Regions from separate parts of the Pan troglodytes genome. Here region 2 is linked to region 1. A link is a contact called in public HiChIP or PLAC-seq data. All regions are on one chromosome and are shown on one strand. Each heading gives the region's core, a stretch centred on a gene start, on an enhancer-like site or on the middle of the called end of the contact. The rest is flanking DNA. Distances are from core to core; before and after follow the strand shown.

The links. HiChIP or PLAC-seq counts read pairs in DNA pulled down with a chosen protein or histone mark.
Region 2: a contact with region 1 is called in an H3K4me3 HiChIP or PLAC-seq map of stem cell-derived excitatory neurons, with 2.4 times the contacts expected there. The contact joins the promoter of C8H8orf44 here to the promoter of ADHFE1 in region 1. A contact is called at or near these places in 1 of 7 Hi-C or Micro-C datasets (stem cell-derived neural progenitor cells) and 1 of 1 datasets of contacts at active chromatin or transcription factors (stem cell-derived excitatory neurons).

The regions. Positions count from the first base shown.
Region 1 is chr7:75,079,500-75,086,956 of NHGRI_mPanTro3-v2.0_pri, forward strand. ADHFE1 (alcohol dehydrogenase iron containing 1) reads left to right here and starts at 3,160. Exons shown (of 13, transcript XR_010159258.1): 1 at 3,160-3,268. It overlaps RRS1 (ribosome biogenesis regulator 1 homolog), which reads left to right. Exons shown (of 1, transcript XM_016959530.4): 1 at 1-2,059. The coding sequence ends at 918.
Region 2 is chr7:75,316,636-75,324,092 of NHGRI_mPanTro3-v2.0_pri, forward strand. C8H8orf44 (chromosome 8 C8orf44 homolog) reads left to right here and starts at 3,994. Exons shown (of 4, transcript XM_063816358.1): 1 at 3,994-4,287. VCPIP1 (valosin containing protein interacting protein 1) reads right to left here and starts at 3,811. Exons shown (of 3, transcript XM_001161197.6): 1 at 829-3,811. The coding sequence starts at 3,544.

The DNA.
Region 1 (7,457 bases), core at 1,910-4,409:
CTACGGGCCCTGGCGCGGGACAACACGCAACTGCTCATCAACCAGCTGTGGCAGCTGCCCACGGAGCGCGTGGAAGAGGCGATAGTGGCGCGGCTGCCGGAGCCCACCACACGCCTGCCGCGAGAGAAGCCTCTGCCCCGACCGCGGCCACTTACACGCTGGCAGCAGTTCGCGCGCCTCAAGGGCATCCGTCCCAAGAAGAAGACCAACCTGGTGTGGGACGAGGTGAGTAGCCAGTGGCGGCGGCGCTGGGGCTACCAGCGCGCCCGGGACGACACCAAAGAATGGCTGATTGAGGTGCCCGGCAATGCCGACCCCTTGGAGGACCAGTTCGCCAAGCGGATTCAGGCCAAGAAGGAACGGGTGGCCAAGAACGAGCTGAACCGGCTGCGTAACCTGGCCCGCGCGCACAAGATGCAGCTGCCCAGCGCGGCCGGCTTGCACCCTACCGGACACCAGAGTAAGGAGGAGCTGGGCCGCGCCATGCAAGTGGCCAAGGTCTCCACCGCCTCTGTGGGGCGCTATCAGGAGCGCCTCCCCAAGGAGAAGGCGCCCCGGGGCTCCGGCAAGAAAAGGAAGTTTCAACCCCTTTTCGGGGACTTTGCAGCCGAGAAAAAGAACCAGTTGGAGCTGCTTCGTGTCATGAACAGCAAGAAGCCTCAGCTGGATGTGACGAGGGCCACCAATAAGCAGATGAGGGAGGAGGACCAGGAGGAGGCCGCCAAGAGGAGGAAAATGAGCCAGAAGGGCAAGAGAAAGGGAGGCCGGCAGGGGCCTGGGGGCAAGAGGAAAGGGGGCCCGCCCAGCCAGGGAGGGAAGAGGAAAGGGGGCTTGGGAGGCAAAATGAATTCTGGGCCGCCCGGCTTGGGTGGCAAGAGAAAAGGAGGACAGCGCCCAGGAGGAAAGAGGAGGAAGTAATAGTTTCTAACTGTCGGACCCGTCTGTAAACCAAGGACTATGAATACTAAATGTTAAGTTCTAGGCAATTGTACGGGGACTCAGAAAGACCTGGCCGCTGCCTTCATTGAGTTTAAAGGGGCAGGATTGCCCTTCCCTCAAGAAAGTATGTAAGTGTTGGACTGCACAAATTAATGTTTTTCCCACAACCGAGACTTTGGAGATTAAGAACTTATTTGAGGATTTAAGAATTAGGGAAATAATTTGGTGGAAACCGGGAATGAGTTCTATTCTTAAACAGCCTTTTTTTTTTCTTTTTAATGTTGGATATACGGTGAGGTAGAGTTGGCCATATTTCAGAGACTTAGATTGACGTATATGTTTCTGCATTATTTTTACAACAAGTTTGTGTATCAGAGCGGGAGTGCGGGGGAGGGAAAGAAAACAGTTTCAGAATTGAATAGGCAAGTGACTGTTTTAAAGATTAAGTAAGAAAGATGTCTTATCTAGTGTGACTTTTAACTTTCTGACTACTGGGTAGAAATTGTACTTGAAGCCAGTTACCTGGATACCTGGTACAGATTATTTTTGTTTACTTTCTGAAAAACACAAAGCAGGCCGTGCGCAGTGGCTCACTCCTGTATAGTCCCAGTACTTTGGGAGGCCGGGGCGGGCGGATCACCTGAGGTCAGGAGTTCGCGACCAGCCTGGCCAACACAGTGAAACCCCATCTCTACTAAAAATAAAAAAATTAGCCAGACATGGTGGCTGGTACCTGTAGTCCCAGCTACTTGGGAGGCTGAGGCAGGAGTATCGTTTGAACCTGGGATGCGGAGGTTGCAGTGAGCCCAGATCATGCCACTGCACTCCACTCCAGCCTGGGCAACAGAGGAAGGGTCCATCTCAAAAAAAAAAAAAAAAAAAAAAAAAGTTCAATTATAATGGTTTCAGTGATACAACTTTTAAACTTATACTTCTTTTGGTATCAAATATAATATTCAAAGTAGTAAAACTGATGTCTGTTTTTTAAAAATATTTTATGCCTTTCAACACTGAACACATGGATTTCCTGTAAATGATCAATTTGGGCTTCTTTGACTAATGGTAATAATCCTCATTAATCCAGAAAACACTTAAATCTTTCTCTACGTTTATATCCCCAGTTGTTTGTGTGTGTGTGTTTGTTTTTAAGCTTGACGTCAGGTATAGTTTTGTTTGGGGAAGAAAGAAACAGACCCATAAGATCCTTAATTAGGACATTATTATCTTTTTTTAAGTTCCAGAGTAGATGTGCAGGATGTGCACGTTTGTTACATAGGTAAACGTGTGCTATGGTGGCTTGCTGCACCTATCAACCCATCACCTGAGTATTAAGTCCCTCTGCCCCCTTCTATCCCCTGCCCCCAGGCCCCAATGTGTGTTGTTCCCCTCCCTGTGTACATGTGTTCTCATAGAACATTATTATTTTTTGATTCATTTGTCAAGTTGGCCTGAGCTGGTTTGATTAGGAGGTGAAATGTTTATATAGCTGTCCTTGGTCTTCCTGTCCATCAATCTTTTCCAGTTTGATCTCAGTAAATTCATTTCTGTAAAAATATTTCCCATAAAGGATTCAGATTTCATAATAACAGATTACTAAAAATGCAAATGTTTAGTTGTTACTGTCTTTGGATACTTTCTGATAAAGTTGAGCTTTATATTAATCAGCTTTTCCACTGGGACATGGCAGATATGGCACAGCCAAGCCCTCCCGGAGCATAGTCTGATCATGGCAAGTTTTAACTATTGATGTATGAGTTTTAACTATTGATTTTGCTTTCATCAAAAGCAAAGCCATTCACACAGTATTTAACAAAAACCCTCGGGCTCTGCTAGGTTCTTGTTTACTGTTAAAACAGTTTAAAGGCAGGGTCTTGATCACTTAAAATACTCTTAGAAGGGAAAGTAACATTTTAAAGGATTAACAGTGGGAAAAGAATATCCCTGTTCCTCTTCCTTCCCCCAAGTCCTCAACATGTGAAAATAGAGTTGATAAGTAAAGAGATTTAAGGCAGGACCCGGGGCCTACGGAGCAGTTTCCTTCTACGGCAATTTCAAGGGTGGATGGTGCGAGCGCCGCTGGGGCAGCTGGGGTTCTGGTTCTTACTCCGTGGGAAAATGGCCCTGAGCCCGACTGGGTTGAGGCTTAGACAGGTGACCCCGCGGAGCGGGTGGGCCGGCGCGGCCGAGGGGCGGGAGGCGGGCAGCCTCCGTGATTGGCCGGCGGAGGGGGCGGTGTAGGGACCCGAGGAGGGAAGAGGACTCCAAGCGCCATGGCCGCTGCTGCCCGGGCCCGGGTCGCGTACTTGCTGAGGCAACTGCAACGCGCAGCGTGAGTGCGGGGCCGGCGGGCGGGCAGGGGACCGCAGGATGCCCACGCAGCCCCCTGGGTGTGACCCGCTCGGATCCTGCGCAGTGTTCTCCGCTTACTTTCAAGAATTCGGAGAATTTGGATACCGCCCTGAGCTCCCACCGCGCGCCAGGCGGAACAGCGAGGTCACAGAGTGCGCGATGCAGCCTCGCAGGGCGCAGTGAGGCAGCCTTTACTCTGCTTGTCTACCGTTAAGGAAACTGAGGCCCAGAGAGGACCTGGTCCCACATCGTAGCAGGCAGTGGAGAGCTTGGCACGGTGGCCAAGACAAATTCATGTATGCAATTGACACATATTTATTGGGCATATATTATGTGCCAAAAACTATTCTAGGTTCTGGGGATACAAAGATGAAAGGCTCTGGAGCAGTTTGAGGTCTAGTGGGGAATGGGATGAGGGGACGAGGCTAAAACCGGCTATAGCAGACTGGGTGTAGAAGGGAAGGATGGATGTGAGAAGTCGCAGAGTCACACTTCCTGGCATGTACAGGGAGTCAGGGTATTCAATGTCATGACACGCCTGCCTCCCAGCAGAAATGTGAGGTACATCCTGGTCACCTGATAAATACTTGCTGACTGTGCAAGTGCACAAGTCTGCTTGGGAAACGTGGAAAAGTTTGAGCTCACAGGTGCAGATCAGTAGGAGGAAAGGCGAGGGACTGGAGAGGAACGTCAGGCAGAGAGAAGAGCAACACCAGCGATGGAGATGCAGTCCCAGGACACAAAAGACAAGTAGACCTACCTTTATAAGAGGAGGTAAAGATGGAGAAGACGGCTGATAAAAGACCATGAATAAGAATATAGCTAATACCATGAGCCCGGCAGTGTCTTACACACTTTGAATGGACTATCAGTATACTAGTAACTCTAATCCTTTCACTGACCCTATGACACACGGTATTGTCATCCTCATAGATACGGAAATAAAGGCATGGAGAAGAATTTGTCCAGTGTCACACAGCTAAGCAAATGGCACAGTCATAATTTGAACCCAGATACTCTGGCTTCACAGTCCTTGTTCTCAGGCCTGTAGTAAGGAATTTGAATTGTGTGCTGTAGATAATGGAAAGCCATTGAATAATATTTCTCACCATTAAACACTGATACCTTAAAATGTCCCAGGACAAAAGAATTACATGGCCAAATAAGTTTGAGAAGCTCCTTACTGCTGTATTGCCCTCTTGGAGAATCAAAATATACATTAGACGTGCAGGGCTCCAAGAAGCTACAAAAAATACTAAAGCTGTGTTCAAATTTTTGGTTGTAAACCTGTGTCATCATAGAACTCTTTGTCACACAACACCATTTATATCCCATGGAATCAGTGTCACACACAGCATATGTTTTTGGAATGGTTGCATGAAAAGGGAGTATGGCATAGTCAGAACTGTGTTAGCACATTCTGGTGGAAATGTGGAGTGAAGAGGAAGGACTAGAGGTCATTGTCCTGCTCCAGCCTGAAGATAATGGCTTCATGCACGGAGAGGCAGTTCCTTGGGTAGATAGAAATGCTGAGAGGTTGGTTAGAATCCACAGGATTTTGTATCTGAATAGTGAAGAGTTGAGATTTCTGGCTTGGGCATCAAGTAAACAGTGGGCTCATTTACCAAGGCAGGGATTGTAGGAGAGTTAGTGTTAGGAGGAAAATGGCAACTTCAGTCTAGGGCATTTTGAGTTGAGCATGCTTCTGGTACATTCAGATGGAGACCCCAGTAGGTGATTGAATGTATTGTTCTGGGGCTCAAGAGTGAGCTGGGAACACATCCATCCATGCGTATGGAGGACAGTTGAAGCCTTAACAAAACTCTAACCTAGAAGGAAACAGCTGAGGGTGAATTCCTGGGGAGCAGCACTGCCACAGCAGGAGTAGCAAGATGGTGCTTTCTTCTGCACATGCTTATTATTCTAATAGGGTAAACATTTTAAAAGTGGGAGATTTCCAGTGAAAATCTTGGAAAATTGGAAAATGGCATCATTGGGCACATGTTTCATTTGGGCAAAGTGGGCTAGGGCACGGGGTGATGTGTGGCCATTTCTATTGGACAGAGCATGCACTCTGGGCTTCTGCCCAACACATTCCATAGAGCAGCTGCGCTGACAACTGAATGGAGGGGAAAGAACCAGCACTGAAGGAGACAGAGGCAAGGCGTGCACTGGCCAGAGAGGTTGTGGGAAGGCCCTGGAGGGCAAGGGTCACATTCTGTCTCCAGATGTGCAGCCCTGCACAGGGTGGTGGGTGCCCATAGTCCTAGCTACTCAGGAGGCTGAGGCAGGAGAATCACTTGAACCTGGGAGGCATAGTTTGCAGTGAGCAGAGATCAGGCCACTTCACTCCAGCCTGGGCTACAGAGCAAGACTGTGTCTCAAAAAAAAAAAAAAAAGATGTGCAATGCAGCCCTGCTTTGACTGTGTTATCTCTGGGGTACAGCAGGGAACAAAACAACCTAACCACACCATGCATGGGGCACAGGGGATAGATGACAAACTAGTTAGTAAAATTGAGAGTACATTAGCTGTTGAAAGTTATTACAGAGAACATAAAGGAGGCTGGGATGTTGAAGGAAGGGATGCAATTTTTGAGGTGTTCAGAGCAGCCCTCACTATGTTCGTTTCCTACAGCTGTTGTAACAAACTACCATGAACCTGGTGGCTTAACACACATTTGTCTTCTTAACAGTTCCAGAGGTCAAAAGTCTGAAATGAGTTTTACTAGGCTGAAGCCAAGGTGTGAGCAGGGCCACACTCCCTCTTGAGTAAGGCTCAGAGGTGCTGCAGAATCCACTTACTTGCTTTTTTCCAGCTTCTAGAGCTCTACCTTCGGTTCCTTAGCTTGTGGCCCCTTCCTCCATCTTCACAGCTGGCATTCATCTTGCTTCAGTGCTCACATTTCTGTCTTTTGGGTCAAATCTCCCTCTGCCTCCCTTTTATAAGGCTATGAGTGATTGCATTTAGGGCCCACACAGATCATCCAGGATAATCTCCTCATTTCAAGATTTTTTTTTTTTTTTTTTTTTTTTTTTTTTTTTGAGACAGAGTCTTGCTGTCACTTAGGCTAGAGTGCAGTGATGTGATCACGGCTCACTGCAATCTCGAATTTCTGGCCTCCTCAAAGATACTCCCACCTTAGCGTCCCAAGTAGCTGGGACTACAGTGCACAACATCATGCACAGCTGATTTTATTTTTTGTAGAGATGGAGTCTCACTATGTTGCCCCAGCTGTTCTTGAACTCCGGGCCTCAAGCAGTCTTCCCATCTCGGCCTCCCAAAGTGCTAGGATTATAGGTATGCGCCACAACACCTAGCAAGATTCTTTTTTTTTTTTTTTTTTTTTTTTTTTTTTTGAGATGGAGTCTCGCTCTGTCGCCCAGGCTGGAGTACAGTGGTGTGATCTCGGCTCACTGCAACCTCCACCTCCTGGGTTCGAGCGATTCTTCTGCCTCAGCCTGCTGAGTAGCTGGGATTACAGGCACACACCACCACACCCAGCTAATTTTTGTATTTTTAGTAGAGACGGGGTTTTGCCATGTTAGCCAGGCTGGTCTTGAACTCCTGACCTCAGGTGATCCACCCGCCTCAGCCTCCCCAAAGTGCTGGGATTACAGGTGTGAACCACTGTGCCCAGCCAGGATTCTTAATCATATCTGCAAAGTTCCTCTTACCATATAGGGTAACATTCACAGATTCCCAGGATTAGAACCTTATCTTCAGGAGCGATTACTCAGCTGACCACACTCACTGAGAAGGTAATGGTTGCAGAAAGACCAGTGGATGCAGAGAGCAAACCCTGTGGCCTTCAGGGAAGGTAGGCAGAGGTGAAGCATACCTGGGTGTGGAGCAGAGTGAATAAGGGGGAGATGGGAGTGTGGGGCCAAGGGTGACCCCAAGATTTTCCGGCACGAACAACTGGAAGGATGAAATTGCCATTAGATGGGGATGGGGAAGGCTGTGGGAAGAGCAGGCTTGAGAGAACACCAGGAGCTCAGTCTTCCATAGGGAAAATGTTGCCACTTCATAGACATCCAAGCAGAGATGCCAAGTGGGCAGGTGAACCTGGACTTCGGGAGAGATGCCCAAGCCAGAAAGATAAATGTGGAAGGCATCAGCATCAAAGGTATTTGAGACCATGAGACCAGGGGAGGTCACTAAGGGAC
Region 2 (7,457 bases), core at 2,744-5,243, 240 kb after region 1:
CATACTTTAAGACTTAGTAAAGCATACTAAGTTATTTCAAAACAAAGACTAAGCAAATATAGACACTGTAAAAAGTACACCATTGAACAGTATCCCAAATCATCTAAAACTTTAAATTACACATTTGGTTAATATATTTTTCTTTAATTTATGCTGATTAAAAACAAATACTTCTTTACACCATTACCATCCATCTCTGTTTATGTTTCTCATGAACTACAACTTATAATAGTTCATTATAATTGATGGTAAAGACTTGAGTAGTGAAATTACTTGAATACAAATCCTAGTGTACTTACATACAAATCCTAGTGTATGAGAAAGAAAAATGTGATGAACTGGGAAAGGAAGAAAATGAAATGTAAGAGACTACTAGGTGGGAGTGCAGTGAGAATATAAACACCAGAAACTGCAATTCATCAAACAGGAAGTGCTCAAATCACATGACATACAGGAAAATAAAAATTAAAAATAAATGAAAAAGGGGCAAGGTAGGCAGGATCAATAGAGCCTACCAAAAAGTTTAAAACGCTTTAAATAAATACAAGTCTGTTTTTTAAAAAGCAATTGCAAGAATAAGATATATTTAAATAATCTGTTGACTATTATTGAGGGACTACCTTAACTTTCTATTTTCCTAATAGTTACTCAATAATCCTATTAACATCTATCCATTAACTGTTCAAAATACTAAAAATAATTCTCTCCTGAAATATATAATTAAAAACTTACAATGGCTACAGATTTCTTTTTCCCCAAAGATAAGAGGAAAACTCAGTGTATTATATTTACAATTAAGATATACCATCAGAATTAAATTCATCTTACCCATTAATGTTGCTAAAAGACACAAGGAGTACATTTCTTTTTCAGCTTGCTCCTGAAGTTCCTTAGATGACAGTTTACCAGTAACAGCAATATCTTCTTGTTTCACAGTGTGGGCTGAGTGTGCTGCAGCAGACTGACCACCTTCAGCTTTACTTTTTAGAATTTCTATTGTAATTCTGTCGCCATGCTGTAAAGGAACTGGTTCCTTTTCCATTCCTGCCTGTGGTGGCATTAACTCTTTAGGAGGAAACCCGTATCGAATACACTGTAAATATGGAGGAATGTTGAATTCTCTGGCTATACTTTCCTGAAGTTCAAAAAAGGTTGTTGAAGACTTAAGGGTAACCATGGACTGTCGTCCATCATTAGTTGTGATTCGGATCTTCTTCTCCTTAGAAGTTGTCGGTGAATAGGGAGCCTTGGTAGGTGTAGCAGGTGCAGAGGATGGACCATCACGAATGGTACTGGGAGAAACAGTCCTGGGTTGCCCTTTTTGTTCTTGTTTTAACTTCTCTGTTTTCCGTTTCTGCATTACAGAAGCCTGTTCCGTAATATTCTGTTGAATAGTTCTTTCCGTTTTACTCATGTTTAACTCCTCCTTGTGCAAAGTTTTTGTTTTCTGTCCAGTAAGAATAATTTTAGTTGGGAGCTGAGACTCTGATTCTTGTCCTTGAACATCTCCAACTCTTTGGGCGTGAGCACCATCTATATTTACAGGAGTATAATCATCGGGATTCTTTTTGGCAGTCTGATGCAATATAGTGTGGACAACTTTCTGAACTAGGATTTCACTCCCAAATTCACCTGGAAAATGCTTGGTAACAAGTTTCATTGCAACATCGTAAACATTACTATTCAAAGATGAATCACTTTCATACTGGAACCAATATACTGTTTCTCTGACCACTCTTCCACCCCATTCTAAAGTAATAGGGAAAGCTTCTGGTAGATTGTCATACTCCTTACCATCCCAAAAGTGTTTGAATCCACAACCACATTTGCCACCAGTGGACCTAGAATTAGTTCTGTCTCCATCCAAATACACAATAGACCCATCTCCTCTGACCTTTCGCACAGATGTGCCATGGCACCAATTACAAGCTGTTAGGTTACTCATTCCATAGTCTGGTACCAGAACATCTTTCACTGAATCATATGAGCAAACCAAATTGTTCAAGGGAAAGCTATAATTTTTGTCAGTCCTCAGCTGTCCATGAGTACTTTTTGCCAGGTTATACAATTTCCCTCCAGGAGCCAACCACTCTGGAGGAACATGAAGTTCAGAAAGGGCACCACAGAGCAAACATTTGTGAAGGCGATTATCCATTACTGCTTTTTTAGCAGCTGCTGTGACTTCCTCAGGCTGAACTCCTATCACTCCAGTCCTTCTGTAGAAATACTGATGGACATCAGCAACCAAACTAGGATGGATACCATGTTTGTCCATAAAGACTTCTTCCATAGCAGCAACAAGCCTAAGTAAGTATTTATCTTGCAAACTTCTGTCACCTCCAATAACACAACCACCATCCTCTTCAAGTTTTATGTACTTTTTAATAAGGTCCTGAGGCACACCCCATGCTTTAGGAAGCAAATTCATAGGCAGTTTGGGCAAAGCAGCCCCTTTTATGCCTACCAAGGGGATATAATGGTTTCTACCGGAGCTGCTCCATGCAATACAGATTGGTTTGTTCAAATGACCATCTTTCCCAGTGCACTTCTCTGCAGGGATGAGCCCAGGTAGAAAGGTGGCTGAATAATCACCAGAGCTTCTCATGCCACTGAGGGAATCTAACAGAATAATAGGACGATGTAGCACATTGGCAAGACCAAATATGTGGATATTCCTCAGGCCCAAGGGAACACCCTCAGGTGGTACAAACAGAGGGTCACACTCATTGATAATGTCCTCCCACTCAGCAGCATCAATGAAGTCATGGAACAGAGCTTGATATCGGGCCAGGTGCTGCTGAAAGTGCTGTTTAAGATTCTCTCTTAAGGCATGCCAGAAGAGCTCTCGGCCTACTAGAGCCCGAGACACAGCATGCACCAAGCAGTGTCCATCCCCGTCCACATGCACTGGAATGAGACATTCCTGGCTTTTATTGGCCCGCTTAATGTCCTCCAGAGTGTCATGCAAATACAGGAGGCTTCCGGAGCGGTCCTTGCCATAGCCCACAGTGTTAACATGCTCTGGTTCTATGAGGAAGGCGCGGTCACCCAGTAAGGCGCAATCGAACAGTTCGCCCTGGTTCATGTCGCGGAGAAGCTTGGCCCGGCCTGTCTGTTTGTCCATTCCATAGCGAGCTAATATGGGCGACAACAATTTGCAGTGATAGTTGGAAAGGCCCATCACCTTTACCAGTTCCGTGTTCTTCTTGGGTGCCCCCGTAACCCCGAGCAGCGCGTTCCGCAGCAGGTTGTGTAGCACTACGTCCGGGTCGGTCACCTCCTCAACCCCCAGCAGCTGTTGCTGCTCGTGCCGCTGGCCGCACTCGGTACACTCGATGCTGACAGAACCGGAGGCCGGGAAAAACAGACGCGCCTGGCACTTCGGATCCGGGCAGCTCCCGGAAAGGATTCTCCGGTCTCTCCGCTTCAAAAGCCCCCCCGAAGCAGCCGCCGACGCCGACGCCAAGGACGACGGAGTCTGTGGAACCTCAGGGGGAGGAGGTGGCGGCGGCAACGGAGGCGGCGGCGGCGGCGGCTGAGACATAGCTCCTGGCTCTCGTGTCTCGCTCCGCGTCCCAGGCGACCCTCAAAAGCTCATAGCCCAGACCCCCACCAACCCAACTCGGTCCAGTCCAGGCCCAGGGCGAAGCACTTTCCTTTCCCTACCAGCTCTTCCTCCTCCTAAGCGAAGGCGGAAGCGCCGGACGTTGTTTCTCTTCTTACTTCTCCACTGCCGTAGCCGTTGCCCCGAACGTAACGGCCACCACCCCACCCCGCACTCACACTCACTCACTCTCGCTCTCTCTCCCTCAGACACAGACATACACGCCCTCATTGAGTGTGCGCAGGCGCAGCTTCCGCTCTGCCCTCTGGGAATTAGAGTCTTCCAGCCTCTGTGCTGGCCATCAAGCCCTAGGATCTTGAGTCCAGAAGGAACTACAAGTACCGTGAGGCCAAGCGGTTCAGCGCTAGAGGAGAGGAGGAAGAGGACGGCAACAGGAAAAGGGGCGAAAGAAAGATGGTGACTCGCGTTGCCTGCCGGTAGTTGTAGTTTTACTGGGCTCTCCTTCGTCGTCTTCCCCACTCTGCAGCCCAAGGCAAAGAGTCTGAGAGACCACATTTCCTAGGATGCCGTGCGGTGCGTCCAGCTGCACTTCCTCCTTAGGCGGAGGGGAAGATTCAGGGAAGCTTGGTTAAAAACAGTTATGGCAGTGGGAGTCGAAGCGAGGGTCTGAAGTTCACGACTACTAGAAGGGGAGGGGAGTGGAAAGGCTCTCAGTGAAAAAGGTACAGTAAATAAATGTCCAGGGATATTGGGGGTTGGGAAGTTGAATAAATGGTCTAATCTAGGCTGGAGGCCATAAGGGGGAAAATAGTTGATTCTCGGAAGCTCTGCCTTCTCCCCCTCTCTAGTGCGACTCACTGAGGCGCCATTTGATTTTTCGTTTCCTGCATGTTTTGGCAGTTTACAGTGCAAATAACGGTACCTTGGATGTCTGTAGTTTTGTGTGCATATACAAATTCTCTTAACTAGGTTTAATTTCATTTGCTCTTTACCACCCTACCCCCCAGAGAATAATAAGAGCCATCATTTGTTAAGTTCTTAATATGTGTCTGGACAGCATTTGCATAACACGATATCATTTGATCTTTAAAAATAACCTTCTTAGGAAACAGGCCCAGAAAGGAAATGACTTGCTAAAGTTCACGCAGCTGATAAGTGACTGGATGGACATTCAGATCTCAATCTGTCTTCTTTTTACAGATAAGGACATAGGCAGGAAAGGTTAGGCCTGTATTACATAGAATAGTAACTAGCATTTGCTTACTATTGCCTTATAGTTTACATATTTAATAATATGTTCACATGTATCATCTCATCCTCACACCAGTCCTGTAATACCTTTACCAGGTGGTGTTGACTTCATTTACAATCAGGGAAACTGAGACTAAAAGGAATTAAGTGACTTGCCCAAGGTCAAGTCACCAGTTATGCTGGATCCCAATCTCAAACCTTGAGAGTGATTTTTACGCTGCTGCTTACCAAAAAATCCCGGCTGGGCGCAGTGGCTCACGCCTGTAGTCCCAGCACTTTGGGAGGCTGAGGCGGATGGATCACGAAGTCAGGAGATCGAGACCATCCTGGCTAACATGGTGAAACCCCGTCTCTACTAAAAATACAAAAAAATTAGCCGGGCGTGGTGGCGGGCGCCTGTAGTCCCAGCTACTTGGGAAGCTGAGGCAGGAGAATGGCGTGAACCCGGGAGGCGGAGCTTGCAGTGAGCCGAGATCGCGCCACTGCACTCCAGCCTGGGCGACAGAGCAAGACTCCGTCTCAAAAAAAAAAAAAAAAAAAAAAACCCAAAATCTTAGGCTCAAATCTTTTGCTAGGCCTTAGAGTCTCCTCTTAGTGATGAAGGGATGTTTACTGTTAAGGAGGCAACAGCTTTATTCTTCTTTCACTTGTGTAGGAAACTGCTTCTTCATACAGAACGATATTCATATGTTAATTGAAAGCTAGTATTATTTTTGTACATTCATCCCCTTTCACTTATTCCGGAAATTCTTGCTTTCTGGAAGTTTAGTATCACCTTAGGTAAGTGGACTACCTCAAAATTTCTGAAACATTTGGCACCAACTAGAAACATTAGTGAAGTCCATGAGATCAGTTGAGTCTTCTGTAGCTGCCCAGGAAACCGCCTGATTAGGTTTTGTGTGTGTGTGTGTGTGTGTGTGTGTGTGTGTGTGTGTGTGTGTGTGTGTATGTGTATGTATGTAGAACTTGATGCTTTGAAATGAACCATCTGCAAAATAGAGGCCCATAAAGGGTATTAGTTTTGATGTGCACCTAATTGTTACAATTTTCTTGAAAATAAATATTTGAAAGAGAAATCCTCCATAATGGACCTTAATTACAAGAGAAGTGATTTTTCCTATCTTGGGATATTTTTCTTTCTTTCTTTCTTTCTTTTTTTTTTTTTTTTTTTGAGACAAGAGTTTCACTCTCGTTGCCCAGGCTGGAGTGCAATGGCGTCATCTTGGCCCACCCCAACCTCCGCCTCCCGGGTTCAAACCATTCTCTTGCCTCAGCCTGCCGAGTAGCTGGGATTACAGGCATGAGCCACCACGCCCAGCTAATTTTGTATTTTTAGTAGAGACGGGGTTTCTCCATGTTGGTCAGGCAGGTCTTGAACTCCTGACCTCAGGTGATCCGCCCGCCTCGGCTTCCCAAAGTGCTGGGATTACAGGCGCAAGCTACCGTGCCCGGCCGGAGGGGGTATTTTTCAATAAAGTTTTTCTCAGAGAATTCATGCAAGAAAAGTTGTTTATTCTAACAAGTTTGGTGGTAACTACACAGATTGGTTTTGGCACTGATTTTTTATTAACAGTCGAATGCTTTATAAGTAGAGAAATTGGGTATCTCCTTTAAGTGGAGATTATTTTATGCTGTGACTAAAATGTTACACCTGCAGTGAAACTTTTTCTCATACAGAATCCAAATAATTGAATTAAAGCTTTGTAGCACATGAGATGACAACAGTCTGCAATTCTAACACTGTCAGGTACTTTTATATCTTAACAACACCAGGCCAAATTTTTCTTATTGATGATACATATACATAGTGAAGTAGATTTTTAAAATTGTATTTGAATATGTCATTCTGAACCATACTATGACAAAATAATCACTTCCCACCCCACTGAAGAATGAGAAGCCTTTTTCTGGCTTGTCTAGATCATTTAATAAGTTTGTAGATGCACTCAAAGTTCAGAAAGAAAGCTAACATAAAGGGGCAATGAAATTAACCATGCCAAGTTTAATATGTGAATTAATTATTTATTACTAGCACTTAGAAGGCATGGATACCTACAAAGAAAAAAAAATTGTTAGGTCAAAAATAGGACATACTGTTTCTTATAAGACCGGAGGAGTGTAGAAAGCCTCTCCTGCTTGTGCAAGATCTGCAGGCTTCCTTCCTCTTTTCCTCCCAAATTCCATGATCTTGCCTAATGAAGATTAACTTAACTACCTAATTAACTTTCACAGGATTTTTGTGGGGTAGATAATAGTTCTTGTTTTTAGTAGTCCAGATGAAAAGAATAAGCTGGGCCTCTGACATTAGCTGTGCTGATACACGTCTCTTCTACCACCATCACCCCAGCATCACTAATACCTAAATTGCCAAAATTCAGTTAAAATAGAAATTCATCTTTTTCATAGTTTCTAGTATGGCACTTGTAAACTCCCTATATTGCTTTTAACAAACTTGGTAAATGTAAATGCAGAAGTCATCCACTTTTACCAACAGAACAACCATCATTGTTCTTGATCTTTTATATTTTATATATATAAGGAAGGGAATCATAACTTTGGGGATTGCTGTAAGTTGGCCACATACCTGCCTATATAAACTATACATCTTTACCAAGAATTGACTGTGTTCTTCCAGACCCAT